2 separate regions of the Callithrix jacchus genome follow, and region 1 is linked to region 2. A link is a contact called in public Hi-C data. All regions are on one chromosome and are shown on one strand. The core of a region is the stretch at or near the end of the contact, and the rest is flanking DNA. Distances in the headings are between cores, read along the strand shown. Region 1 overlaps ABL1 (ABL proto-oncogene 1, non-receptor tyrosine kinase). Region 2 holds the start of LOC144576897.

What was found. A called contact is a pair of places that touch in the nucleus more often than the background predicts.
Region 1: a Hi-C map of induced pluripotent stem cells shows a contact between it and region 2, with 4 times the contacts expected there. The contact joins the enhancer-like site here to the promoter of LOC144576897 in region 2. A contact is called at or near these places in 3 of 3 Hi-C or Micro-C datasets (induced pluripotent stem cells and skeletal muscle).

Annotation. Positions count from the first base shown.
Region 1 is chr1:179,507,624-179,513,866 of calJac240_pri, forward strand. ABL1 (ABL proto-oncogene 1, non-receptor tyrosine kinase) reads left to right here. Exons shown (of 11, transcript XM_002743402.7): 4 at 5,963-6,235. Among named protein-coding and RNA genes, the nearest start is that of QRFP, 33 kb to the right of the region's middle. Within about 2 kb of position 3,913, at least 5 of the 16 cell types and tissues checked have an H3K27ac peak or open chromatin away from gene starts, as enhancers often do.
Region 2 is chr1:179,369,195-179,375,424 of calJac240_pri, forward strand. LOC144576897 reads left to right here and starts at 3,575. Exons shown (of 1, transcript XM_078329682.1): 1 at 3,575-4,257. The coding sequence starts at 4,159. The coding sequence ends at 4,257. It overlaps ABL1 (ABL proto-oncogene 1, non-receptor tyrosine kinase), which reads left to right and starts at 3,575. Exons shown (of 11, transcript XM_002743402.7): 1 at 3,575-4,992. The coding sequence starts at 4,857.

The DNA of each region.
Region 1 (6,243 bases), core at 2,663-5,162, 140 kb after region 2:
CTGTTACCAGTTCCTTCCAGAGTTACCTGGACATAGACGGTTTATAGATGTTTATATTCAAAAAGGCACACAAATGATGTGTGCTCCAGGCTGTCCTGCATTGTGCTTCTCCCATGTGATAATACACCTTCCAGATTGTTTTATGGCAACAGGTTTAGAGCTGCCTCATTCATACCAGTGACTGCGTACCATGGATGGACTGTCACTTATTTCAGTGGTTCCCCTGCTGGTTGACTTTTAGGTTGTTTTCAGTCTTTTATTATTATAAATAAGGCTGATATGAGGTTGCTTTCAAGCTTTTTAAAACGTCTGGGTTCACTGTAAGAAAAATTCATTTTACATCACCACCCAGACCTCACAATATAACAGAAGTTTCATGAAGTCTTACCTGCCTTCACTGTATGTAACGTGCTCTGACTATTTTTGTGTGTGAGATGGAGTCTCACACTGTTGCCCAAGCTGGAGTGCAATGGCGTGATCGTGGCTCACTGCAACCTCTGCCTCCCAGGTTCATGCAATCCTCCTGCCTCAGCCTCCCAAGTAGCCGGGATTACAGGTGCACACCACTACACCTGGCTAATGTTTTGTATTTTTAGTAGAGATGGAGTTTCACTATGTTGGCCAGATTAGTCTTGAACTCCTGACCTCATGATCTGCCCACCTCAGCTTCCCAAAGTGCTGGGATTACAGGTGTGAACCACTGCGCTCAGCCTGATATTTTGTATTTCATTCTGTTCTATTTCATTTTTTTTTTTTAACTCTAGTTGTAAGCCACTAAACCAGCAGAGCCTGTTGTCCACATGTGACCAGACATGGGCCTGTCAACTTGCTTTTAGGGTTATTCTTATCCTGGAGGTGGAGCTACGCCCTTCCATTCTGAAGGATGTACTGCAAGGCAGTGGGCCCTTTGAAGGAGCCTTCAGACCGCAAGGGTACCTTTCTGGTGAATCAGAGCACCAGAGTGTACCGTCCATGGGGGGTGATTTTCTGGAGCAAACAGCTTGCTTCCCATCTGTGCTATTTATCCAAGTCATGCTGCACCAAGATAATCACTTGAGGTTTGTACCGAACAGGATAATGGTTTCTTTTCCCTAGAGCTGTTTAATCAGCAACCTTGGAACAGATGCAGGCAGGCATGATCTAGTGTGACAGCTCATTAGCTAGGGGTTGGTCTAAAATACCGTTCAAAGGGGCAGGGAAAGGCCTGCATATGGTATACGTGATTTGCAGAATTTGAGATTCATCCAAAGGGGGAGAATCTGCCTAAGATGCCTCTGTCTAAAAGCTAGTATGTGCCAGGTGAGTTTGTTTCATTCCAGGTAGAGCACAGGGAGCTCATCTGACCACACAGTGTCCCCCATTGGGCAACGCATCACACTTTCCTTGGCATCTTGCCTCCTTTCTCCCTCCCTGGCAAAAAGTCTCCCATCAGCTCTCTGGGGACTCCAGAGCCCACAGCATCATCCAGAAGACAATCTGAAGAGGTTCCTTCTTGTGAGGGCCACACTCGACGGTGATGTGTTGGGTGGGATCATATCGCTGGAATGAGGGAACATCATTAGAGGGAGCTCCCACTGCTGTGTGTTTGTGACCCTGTGGCTCGGTGCTGAAAAATGCTGCTCACGTAGCAGAACCATGATGAAATCCTTTTTGTATTTCTTTCTTTTTTTTGAGATGGAATTTTGCTCTTGTTGCCAGGCTGGAAGTACAATGGCATGATCTTAGCTCACTGCAACCTCTGTCTCCTGGGTTCAAGCAATTCTCCTGCCTCAGCCTCCCAAGTAGCTGGGACTACAAGCATGCGCCACCACACCTGGCTAATTTTTGTATTTTTAGCAGAGACGGGGTCTCACCATGTTAGCTAAACTGGTCTCGAACTCCTGACCTCAGGTGATTCACCCACCTCGGCCTCCCAAAGTGGTGAGATTACAGGCGTGAACCACCATGCCCAGCCCCTTTTTTGGATTTCTGAGGGGAAAATTTAAGACTGGTAGGAGGAACAGGCTGGGGTTAAATAAGTTTAGTTCTTATTTTTAAATTAGCTAATCTTTAGAAAACAACTGAATTTAGAAGATTCTTCTGTGAGGCCCCAGAGGATTTCTTTCTGCCTCCACCCTCTTGGCTCTTACTTACCTCTCTTCTAGTGTTGTGAGCTTTCAGCAGCCCTTGTGGCTCATCAGTCAGCCCAGGACCACCAGCTCAAGGTCCAGAGTTGGGGACTGCAGGTCTTGAGCTGGACTCTTGAAGGGACCAATGCTGAACTGAGCCATTGCCATTTCCTGGGAGCCTTGACTGTCTCAGAAATCTCTGGATAGCCTGGGATTTGCCTCTCATTTTTCTGATACTTTCCCAAAGTTGTAACCCTCTTTTGACTTAGCAGAACTGAAGATTGATTTTTCTTCACTGCCTCCTGCCTGAAGTTCTTAGTTCTGAATGTTTATGTCCACACCTCATTGAATTCTGTGAGATGCCGCTGTCATATTCCTCAATTCCTTCTAGGCCTTAATAGAGTCTTTTCTTTCTTGAAAGAAATTTGCCCAGTTGACATTTATTTTCATGGTTTGCTGAAGGGACAGATCCAGGGCACGAAACTTGAGCAGAGTGGCAGGAAGGGACCATTTGCACAGCCTCTTGGATGTTTAGGCTTTACTCGCCCTGACCTTGGCTCAGCAGGCACATGTGCCCTGGTGGAGGAGCTTGGACCGTTCTTGTGTACTTGGGGCTTGCCCTCCTGCTGTGTGTGAGCAGCTCTCGGGGGAACTCGCTTCCTGGCTGAGCAACCTGTAAACATTATGTCTGAGGTGGGACCCTTGGGTCTAAGGGCCCAAGGCAGCCAAGTTCTAAGCTCCGTGGGTTAGGCCTGTCAGAAGAAAGAGTCTTTTTCTTTTGTTTGAGACAGAGTCTTGCATTGTTGCCCAGGCTGGAGTGCAGTGGCACAGTCTTGGCTCACTGCAACCTCTGCCTCCCGAGTTCAAGTGATTCTCCTGCCTCAGCTCCTGAGTAGCTGAGACTACAAGTGCCCGCCACTGTGCCCGGCTTTTGTACTTTCAGTAGAGATGGGGTTTCACCATGTTGGCCAGGCTGGTTTCAAACGCCTGACCTCATGATCTGCCTGCCTCGGCCTCTCAAAGTGCTGGGATTACAGGTGTGAGCCACTGCGCCCTGCAAAACGGTGTTCTAAGAGTTTCTTTGACAAATCCTATCCTTCAGGTTCATGCATGATTAGGGAGAGGCAGCAGCCCTGGCTGAGCACCTGAGTGTTGTTAATGGAACCAGGTGCATAACATAATGACATGCCATTCATGACACTAACTTGACTTTCTTCCCTGAACATGCCATGAATTCCTGATGATCACACAGTTCCCCAGCAAATGCTGCTCAAAAACTAGAACTAATCAGAAGGAAACGTCGGCCTTGACTGTTAATGGGACATGGGGAAGACTGCTGTGAACCAAATATGCCATGCATTTGAGGGAGGATGGTTTTAATATTTAGTAAGTGTCAGTGTGTAAGTTTTATGTTGAAAAATGAACTAAGTCACAAGGTCTGTAAATTTAATTATTGAAAAGGATAAAGTTGGGACTTTCAGTGAAACCGCCTGCAACTGAAATCTCTCACGCAGTAGCCTATGGGGTAATCACATGAGCCCAAGAACAAATTCTGCCATAAACTAGGACTTAGGGGAGCCATTAGCATTCCATGCTGGAGTGAAGGGACCTGATCCACCAGTTGGGAAGCACTCCTTTGAGGCCTGTGTGCTTCCTGCTCGGAAGGGAGAGAGAGATAATGAGACTTGCTCCCAGGTGCCCTGCCCTGGGGCCAGCAGGCCACACGGGCTCTGTGACCTGGTACCATGCCACTGATTTCCAAGGTGGGAGTGGTGCTCTGATTCCAGGAATGTCTTCTTGGAATGGCTTTTCTCACTTCTCTAGACTCCTTGGTAGGGAACATACCATCTGCTGAGCTAACCGAGAAGAGGGGTGGGAGCACTTGCCACCTGCAGTGAAGTCATTAGACAGTTGACAGCCTTCCGGAGGGGCAGGGAATTGGGGCTGACCCCACATTGCACTCAGTTTTCCTTGTGTACAGCACTTGTGCTGGTGACTAGCACTGAAGAGAGTGAGTGAACGTCACTGTGTGGGTGTGAAGCTAACGGCAGCCTCAGCGGGGCCGACTTCCGCTCCCCGAAGCATTGCTGTGTGTGCCTTCGTGGGTCTGAGCATGACTCATGGCATGTCCCTAGAGCAATTCACTCAGAGGCTTCTCTTCAGAGCTCTCAAGAATCAAATCCGGACCACCACATCCTGAAAAGTCCTGCCATTCAGAGCCCCTGTCTTGCAGAGGGCCAGTGTTCCCAGGCCACACCCCTTATACCAGGAGCAAGTTCCCCAGAGTGGAACAATCTTTCTGGACAAGTTTTGCCTTTATTAGAATTTTATTTTAGTAAGATTGTTACCAAAAGATTGTAACCCCAAAGCGTGTGCCTTTGGCTTGCCTGAGTTTTAGGAATGCGCTTGTGTTCTCTCCCCAAGCAAAACGAAAGAGAAACCTCCGTGTTGAAAAATCCTTTTTACCTTCTTGAGAGTTGTCGATGGGACTGACTTGTATATTTTGTTGGTACCTTCTTTTAAATATATTTTTCTTATTTACTATTACAGACCTATAGTAGTGGTGCCTGATGTAACCCACAGCCAAAGGCCTTGGCCCTGCTGTGTGTATTTCAGGCTGCTGCTGCCCTTTTATTTCATCCTCAAAGAGACACTCGCAGCAAGAACCCTCTTCTTTTTTTTAAGTAATAACATATTACAGTTATAGTCGAAGCCTGACCCTGTTCCCTTTTCTCCCTCTTGTCCCAAGCATCACCATTATCCCAAATGTGTTTCTTCTTCCCACATCTTTGCAGTTTGGGCAAGTCTTCTGGATGCCCAGTCGTGTTTTTAAGTCATCTTTCCACCTTCAGTGATGGTTGGCTGCCCTGAGCAAGCCAATAGATTCAGTTATGTGCCTGGGGTCCAGATATTTTGTGTGGATTTTAATGTGGAATTGTTTTTGGTAAGGAAGCATTCCCTTGTCACACCAATGAGAAGAAAACAGGTAGCTGGCGCCCCCTGTTGCTTTCTGCCAGCCTGCTCTTTCTCCTTCCTCTCCATCTCTGTTGTGTCCAGATGTGAACTCTGCATGCCAAGTTTGCCCTCAGGTCCCCACCTGCTGTGGCTCTTACCCGGGGACCACATGATCTTGTGTTGTAAATCCTTCCTTTTGCTTCCTCGTGTTGGATGTATTTAGTAGTTTTCATCTTCTAATCACTATTTCATTCTAGGTTTATTCCTTTTAAATTAAAAATTAAATAAATTCTTTATTTTTTCCTACCAGCAAATACCAAGTTCTACTGTGTGCTAATTTGATCAACAGTTATTTATTGAGTACTTACTACATGTTGATTTCCTGTTCCCAACATCAGAATGAAAACAGCTTAGGGCTCTGCTTTCATGAAGCTTCCCTGCTATTAGGTCAAGACAGACAGTAATTAAGCAGATAAACAGGAAATTATGAGCTAGTGGAGGGTCCACTGTCGAGAAGTAAGACAGGTGGTAGGACCACCAGTGCCGGGTGATGACTCTAGATTGGGTGATTGGAGACTTCACGGACATTTAAACTGGCCTTGGAACGAGAAGTGAGAACTGGGCACGGAAGATGAGGGGGTGGGAGATTTCAGGCAGAGGGAGCGGCAGCAGGTACAGAGGCCCTGGGACCTTTTATTGTGTCTTTCTGCTTGAGCAAGTAAGTTATAGCACACAGAGAAAGACAGCAGTAGCGGTTTTCTAAACACTCAGTCCTGTATGGGGAACCGCTTATCTGAGGTTTTGCTGTGCAGTGAATTAAGGCTCAGCCAAACTGGCTCACATGAGCCCTTTGAGCTGGCCTGTCTCTGTGGGCTGAAGCTGTTCCCTCTTTCCCTTAGCTCTACGTCTCCTCCGAGAGCCGCTTCAACACCCTGGCCGAGTTGGTTCATCATCACTCAACAGTGGCCGACGGGCTCATCACCACGCTCCATTATCCGGCCCCCAAGCGCAACAAGCCCACTGTCTACGGCGTGTCCCCCAACTACGACAAGTGGGAGATGGAGCGCACCGACATCACCATGAAGCACAAGCTGGGCGGGGGCCAGTATGGGGAGGTGTATGAGGGCGTGTGGAAGAAGTACAGTCTGACAGTGGCCGTGAAGACCTTGAAGGTAGGCCG
Region 2 (6,230 bases), core at 2,325-4,824:
TGTCAGCTTACTGCAACCTCTGCCTCCCAGGTTCAAGCGATTTTCCTGCCTCAGCCTCCCAAGTAGCTGGGACTACAGGCGCACACCACCACGCCACCCAGATAATCTATATTTTCAGTAGAGACGGGGTTTCGCCATGTTGGCCAGGCTGGTCTCAAACTCCTGACCTCAGGTGATCTGCCTGCCTCAGCCTCCCAAAGTGCTGGGATTACAGGCATGAGCCACTTCACCCAGCCAAGCAATATTTATTTTGCCAGGCTTTGAATTCTAGTTTTTAAGTCTTTAAAAGTATCATTCAGGGCCATGTGTACTCAGGACCTCTTGAAACTGAGCCTTTGTTTCTTTAAAAAGTATCTTTCTACAGTATTATACAGGGATTTAAAAAGTACAGTGCATCAGGTAGGCACGGTGGCTCACGCCTGTAATCCCAGCACTTGGGCCAAGGCAGGCGGATCACCTGAGGTTGGGAGACTAGCCTGGCTAACATGAAACCTTGTCTCTACGAAATATACAAAATTAGCTGGAAGAGGTGGCACATGCCTGTAATGCTAGCTACTAGGGAGGCTGAGGTAGGAGAATAGCTTGAACCCCAGAGGCGGAGGTTACAGTGAGCCGGGATTGCACTGCTGAACTCTAGCCTGGGTGACAGAGAAAGACTCCATCTCCAAAAAAAAGGTATAGCACGTCTCTAGAAAAAAAATATTAGAGTCTGGGCTTGGGGCTCACCTAAAACAAGAAAATAGCAAAGTGGAAAACTAGGGATAGGCCTTCAGATCAAGTGCAGTTGACCTCTGCTGTGACTCCCGGAAAGCATAGTATCAATCTTTGTGGAAAACCAAACAAGGTCTAGTTTGACCCTCATAAACTCTGTCTCTCCCCCCCCCAAAAAAAAGGTGTGGTGGTATGCGCCTGTAGTCTAAGCTACTTGGGAGGCTGGGGCAGAGGATCACCAGAGCCCAGCACGTTGAGGCCGCAGTGAACTGAGATTATGCCACTGCACTCCAGCCTGGCTGACAGAGTAAGGCCCTGTCTTAAAAAACAAGGCCAAGGGCAGTGGCTCATGCCTGTAATCCCAGCACTTTGGGAGGTCAAGGTGAGCGGATCACCTGAGGTTAGGAGTTTGAGACCAGCTCGGCAAAGACGGTGAAACCCCATCTCTACTAAAAATACACAAATTAGTCGGGCGTGGTAGTGGGTGCTTGTAATCCCTGCTACTCAGGAGGCTGAGGCATGAGGATCGCTTGAACCCGGGAGGCAGAGGTTGCAATGAGCCGAGATCACGCCACTGCACTCCAGCCTGGGCGTCAGAGTGAGACTGTGTCTCAAAAAAGAAAAACCAAATCAAACAAAAAACCCAAAAGCCTTGTGAAGTAAGCTATGACCTCTAGTTACAGGTGAAGAAATGAACTCAGACCAGCTTGGCCAACATGGTGAAACCCCGTCTCTACAAAAATGCAGAAATTAGCCAGGTGTGTGGCATGTGCCTGTAGTTCCAGCTACTTGGGAGGCTGAGGCAGGAGACTCGCTTCAACCTGGGAGGTGGAGGTTGCAGTGAGCAGAGATTGTGCTACTGCACTCCAGCCTGGGCCACAGAGCAAGACTCTGCCTCTAAATAAGTAAATAATAAAGATTAGGGTAAGTAAAGGGGAACAAGGTCATTGACAGTTGAAAAATGACACCTTAGATCAGAACTAGGATTGTCAGCCAGGTAAGTTTGTAAGAGAACAGAGCCAAACCAAATCAGGTCAGAATTGATCGGGTCCAGTTCTAAATCGCTACAGTTTTTCATGTTTGTCATTCAGTACCTTGCAAGTAACTAATTCCTTTTGAAACCAGTATCAAAAGTAAGTGGCATGTTTCAATGCAGCAGAAATATTTCTAAAGTACTTAATAGCTGAATATACAACATTCTTGCTGCTGTTCCTCAGATACCAGTAGCAACTTCTGAAAAATCAGTGGTCTCAGAGCAACAGGTTTTTGAGACTGAATGGTACAGTGGGAACCATGGATTTTGGAGCAAGGTCAGCCTGGGCTGAAATTGTGACTATCACATAATTGGCCAAGTGCCTTTGGGTAGGGAGGTCATATCTCTGAACCTGTTTCCCCATCTGTATTATGGGGAATAGTATTACATGCCTCACTGGGCTACAGTGAGGATTACATGAGATAATGTAGTTTATGGAAAGTGCTAACAGTGCTGGGTATAAAGTAGGCCTGATAAGTGGATCCATTCTTAAAAAATGGGATCTTGGGCAGGGTGCAGTGGCTCACGCCTGTAATCCCAGCATTTTGGGAGGTCAGGAGTTCGGGACCAGCCTGGCAAAGATGGAGAAACTCCGTCTCTACTAAAAATACAAAAATTAGACACTCGTGGTGGTGCATGTTTGTAATCCCAGCTACTTGGGAGGCTGAGGTAGGAGAATCGCTTGAACCCGGGAGGTGAAGGTTGCAGTGAGCCAAGATCCGGTTACTGCACTCCAGCCTGGGCAACAAGAGCGAAACTCCATCTGAAAAAAGAAAAGGAAAGAAGAAAGAAGTGGGATCCCGGTTAGGTGCACTGCTCTGCAGACGTGGAAAGCCAACAGGGGACCAAGATGCTTTTTAGGCGTAAAACATGAATTATGTCAGGTGTGGCTTTGGTACGTCTAGGTCATTGGTTCTGTAGACTTGCTAAACCCAACCATCTGGGCATTTTCTTGGCGAACAGAGGATGTTTTCATGTGAACACGTGTTCACCTGTGACATGTTTATAATCTTAAAGGTTCCTTCCGAGGCAAACATCTGACAGCGCCTGGCAAACTCTCCCAACAAATGCCGTTTCTGTAATGAGTAAGCCTCCTAATACCCAAATAAATAGTTGAATTCGTTAGCAACATGTCGGATGTTTTCCCTATTTCTGTATACTTCTTCGCTTGTTCTAATATTTATGCCTTCTGGAGGGTGAAGGGGTTGAGAGGCGCCAAAAACCTTGGTTTCTAGGAGCGAACCAAATTTTCTCCCTTAGAGACTGAAGGAAGTCATCAACTCCGGTTCTAGGAAAATCCAATCCGTAGTTTTTCCCTCGCTTTGGCTCTTCCCGGTCTCACTACTCGCGCCGGGCAGACGCGAGGCCGAGGAGAGTCCACCGGGTCCCAGGAGGGCGGGGCGGCCGAGGCCCCGCTGTCGGGGCGGGTGCCAGGAGTCTCGGTGCGATCAGACTCACGAGGGCGCCGTGGGACCACAACTCCCGGTATGCATCGCGGACTGCGCCAAACTCGGTTGGCTGGGAGATCCGCCCCTACTGCCCTCACTGGCCAATAGGACGGAGGAGAGAGTCCTGACCCGGATTCTCGGGGCCCAATGGCAGTACAGTGAAGGCGAGTGCTTCCTTACCACTCACCTTGCGCTCAGAGAAGCCACATTTAAAAGGTCGTGCGGGGCTGGGCTCTTGCAGACAAGGGAAGCAGAGCCGGGAGGAGCGGCGACGTGCCGGGAAAGCGGCGCCGGGGACATCCCGGTCCCCGCGAGGCGGGCTCCGGACGTCGCCGGGGGCGGGGCCGAGGGCGGGGCCTGGCCTCGTTGTGGAGCGGCTCGTAATCCATCATGGCGGCCGCGGGGGTTGGTGTGTGTTCCTGAGCAGCGCTGGAGCCGGAGCCGGTTCCCGGGTCCTGCGACTGAGGAGCCCCTTCGCTGTCCACGGCCCCTATCGGCGGGGGGCGTCTGAGTCCCTCGACAGAGCTCGGGGGATGTGACTGCCTGGGGGCGGTGGTGGTGTCAGTGTCCGGGGCCGGGGGAGGAGGTGTCTCAGGCAGAGACCCCCGGGCTTGGGGCAGCTGAGGCGGCCGGGCCTCCTCTACACGGCGCCCGCCTTCCGCTGTTGGGGCCTCGAGAGTCCTTCGTGCCTTACAGCCCCGCCCCGGCTCTGGGACACTGGGGGATGGTCTGTTTCCCCCAGCTTGGGACACCCCATTTTCCGAGGCTTGGAAGAGCGTCGCCCCGGAGTAAGCCGCCCGTGCCGCGCCCCGGCAGCTTCCCTTAGCCCCGAGCCGCCCCTTGCTCCTGATCCCGGCCCCAAGTTTGGCCACGGAGCTTCCCATTCAAATCCCTCCCCTACTGTCAAGGGGTCTCCCCTTCCCCCAAGGTGGCTCCCGCGAGCCTCTAATGCCCTGACTTCTTCCAATGTCACCTACAGCCCCCTTAGTCTCAGCTCAGCCAGAAACTTTAATGCAAAGGAAAAGTCTGGATTGGTTCCATAGGCCTTTTAAAAAGAGGACTTAAAAGTTGCTGGCAATGCATTCCTTTTCGTCAGAGTCGAGGGCAAACTAGCTGAAATCTGGGTGACCCGTGTCCTTTTCCGGCGAGCAGAGCAGAGAAGCGAGAGCGGCTGCTAGTTCGGCAGGAAATTTGTTGGAAGATGAAGAAGCTAAGATAGGGGGTTGGTGACTTCCACAGGAAAAGTTCTGGAGCAGGGGCCAAAGACGATCAGCGTTTCCTTTATATGTGGGAATTGAAATGACTAGCATTACTGACTTTTCAGCATCCCCTGTGAATATTTCTGTTTAGATTTTTCTTCTTTAAAAGAAAAAAATCCAGCCCGTAAAAAAAAAATCAAGAAACTTTTGGGTAACACTGCAATTACGTTACTTCAAATTGATAACTTCGAAAATAATTGGAACTCCTGTTTGCAAGTGTCAACCTAAAAAACGTGCTTCCTTTTATAATGGAAGATGCCTTTCTGTGATTGACTTCAATTGCTGACTTGTGAAGAAGAAGCGAATGTGAAATCCCACGTATATGCCATCATTTCCCTCTATGCTTGCTGACCGTTCTGGAAGATCTTGAACCCTCTTCTGGAAAGGGGTACCTAGTATTACTTTATGGGGCAGCAGCCTGGAAAAGTTCTTGGGGACCAAAGAAGGCCAAGTTTGCCTGCCCTGCATTTTATCAAAGGAGCAGGGAGGAAGGAGTCCTCGAGGCATGGGGGCCCACACTGTAATGTTTTTGTGGAACATGGTGAGTGCTTTTCCAAATTTCTGCTCGTGGTTTTTTCTTATGCATTCCTCTTAGGCTTTCAGGGAACTTTCGAACAACAGTACTTGGGACAGTTTCTTCCAGTTCTACTTAATAATTTTGTCACTGTGGTTATCTCTTAAGTTTCTGGTGGAACTTTGTATAAGAAAAAGTTACTTATGGCTTTATTCAAAATCTATTTGAGTTGCTTGTGTTCTGCCTGATTCCTTTTGGAATTCACTGCTGACCTTGGACAAGCCATGCCGCAGTTTCCTGAGGCGGTTGGACTTAAGTTGGGTCTTAGGATCCATGGTTTTGTGATTCTGCTGTAACCGGAGTCATGGACTCTTTACTGCTTTGTCTACAGGGAGCTTTTATCATATTCTCAAAGTGGTTTGTGTTTCTGAGAAGGTTAAGAATCATGGATACTGGTTGACAAGAGTATCCTTGACCTTTTCCATCATAAGTTGGACTTGAAAATATTCACTTTGGAGCCATGTGGGAAAAATCAAGTGGGGAAAGCAGCCTTCCTTGTGAATTTTAGATACACAGCTTCTGTCTTACGTTCCATGAGGAGCATTCCCTTCCTCGCTGATCAAGCTTTCATCCTCTCTCCTCCTGTTTAGAATGACATTTGGGCCAAGAAAGGTTATCTTTGACATTTTTATGAACGTATTTGGCATTTGAGTGCTGACAGTACGTTTTATGTTGTTGATGTCTAGTAATTCTGTGTGAAGGTAAAGCTGAGGGTCAGCTTACAGTGATATCTATGGGTTACTGTTTGCACTGTTGCAGCCTGACAGTTTTCAGATTGTGTCCTTTCTGTTAAAAAATCAAATGAGCCCACCTATCCTGTAAGCAAACGTATGAAGTTGTGCAAGTGGTGTATGCTTTGAAATTCATTCAGAAATACCTCTTAACCATAGGTGACTGCAATCAACAGAGGTTTCTGTTGGATGAACTTGCATTTGACAGTTGAAGTTTTACTTTCTTGCAGGAAAATATTACTTCATCTAAATAAATGTGGGTGCTTGGATTTTACTTTGCTTTAAAACATTAGTTCTATTTTAGCTTTGTTTTCAGGCCAGCAAATATGGTCATGTGTTAGGTTATGATGCCTCCCAAATTCAGGATTTAAAAAGTAAATTATTTACATTTTAAGTAGATACGATGTGCAACTTACATAGTGAAAATTGGTACAGACTTTTTGGAGAGCTTTGGCAGAACTTAACAGAATTCGA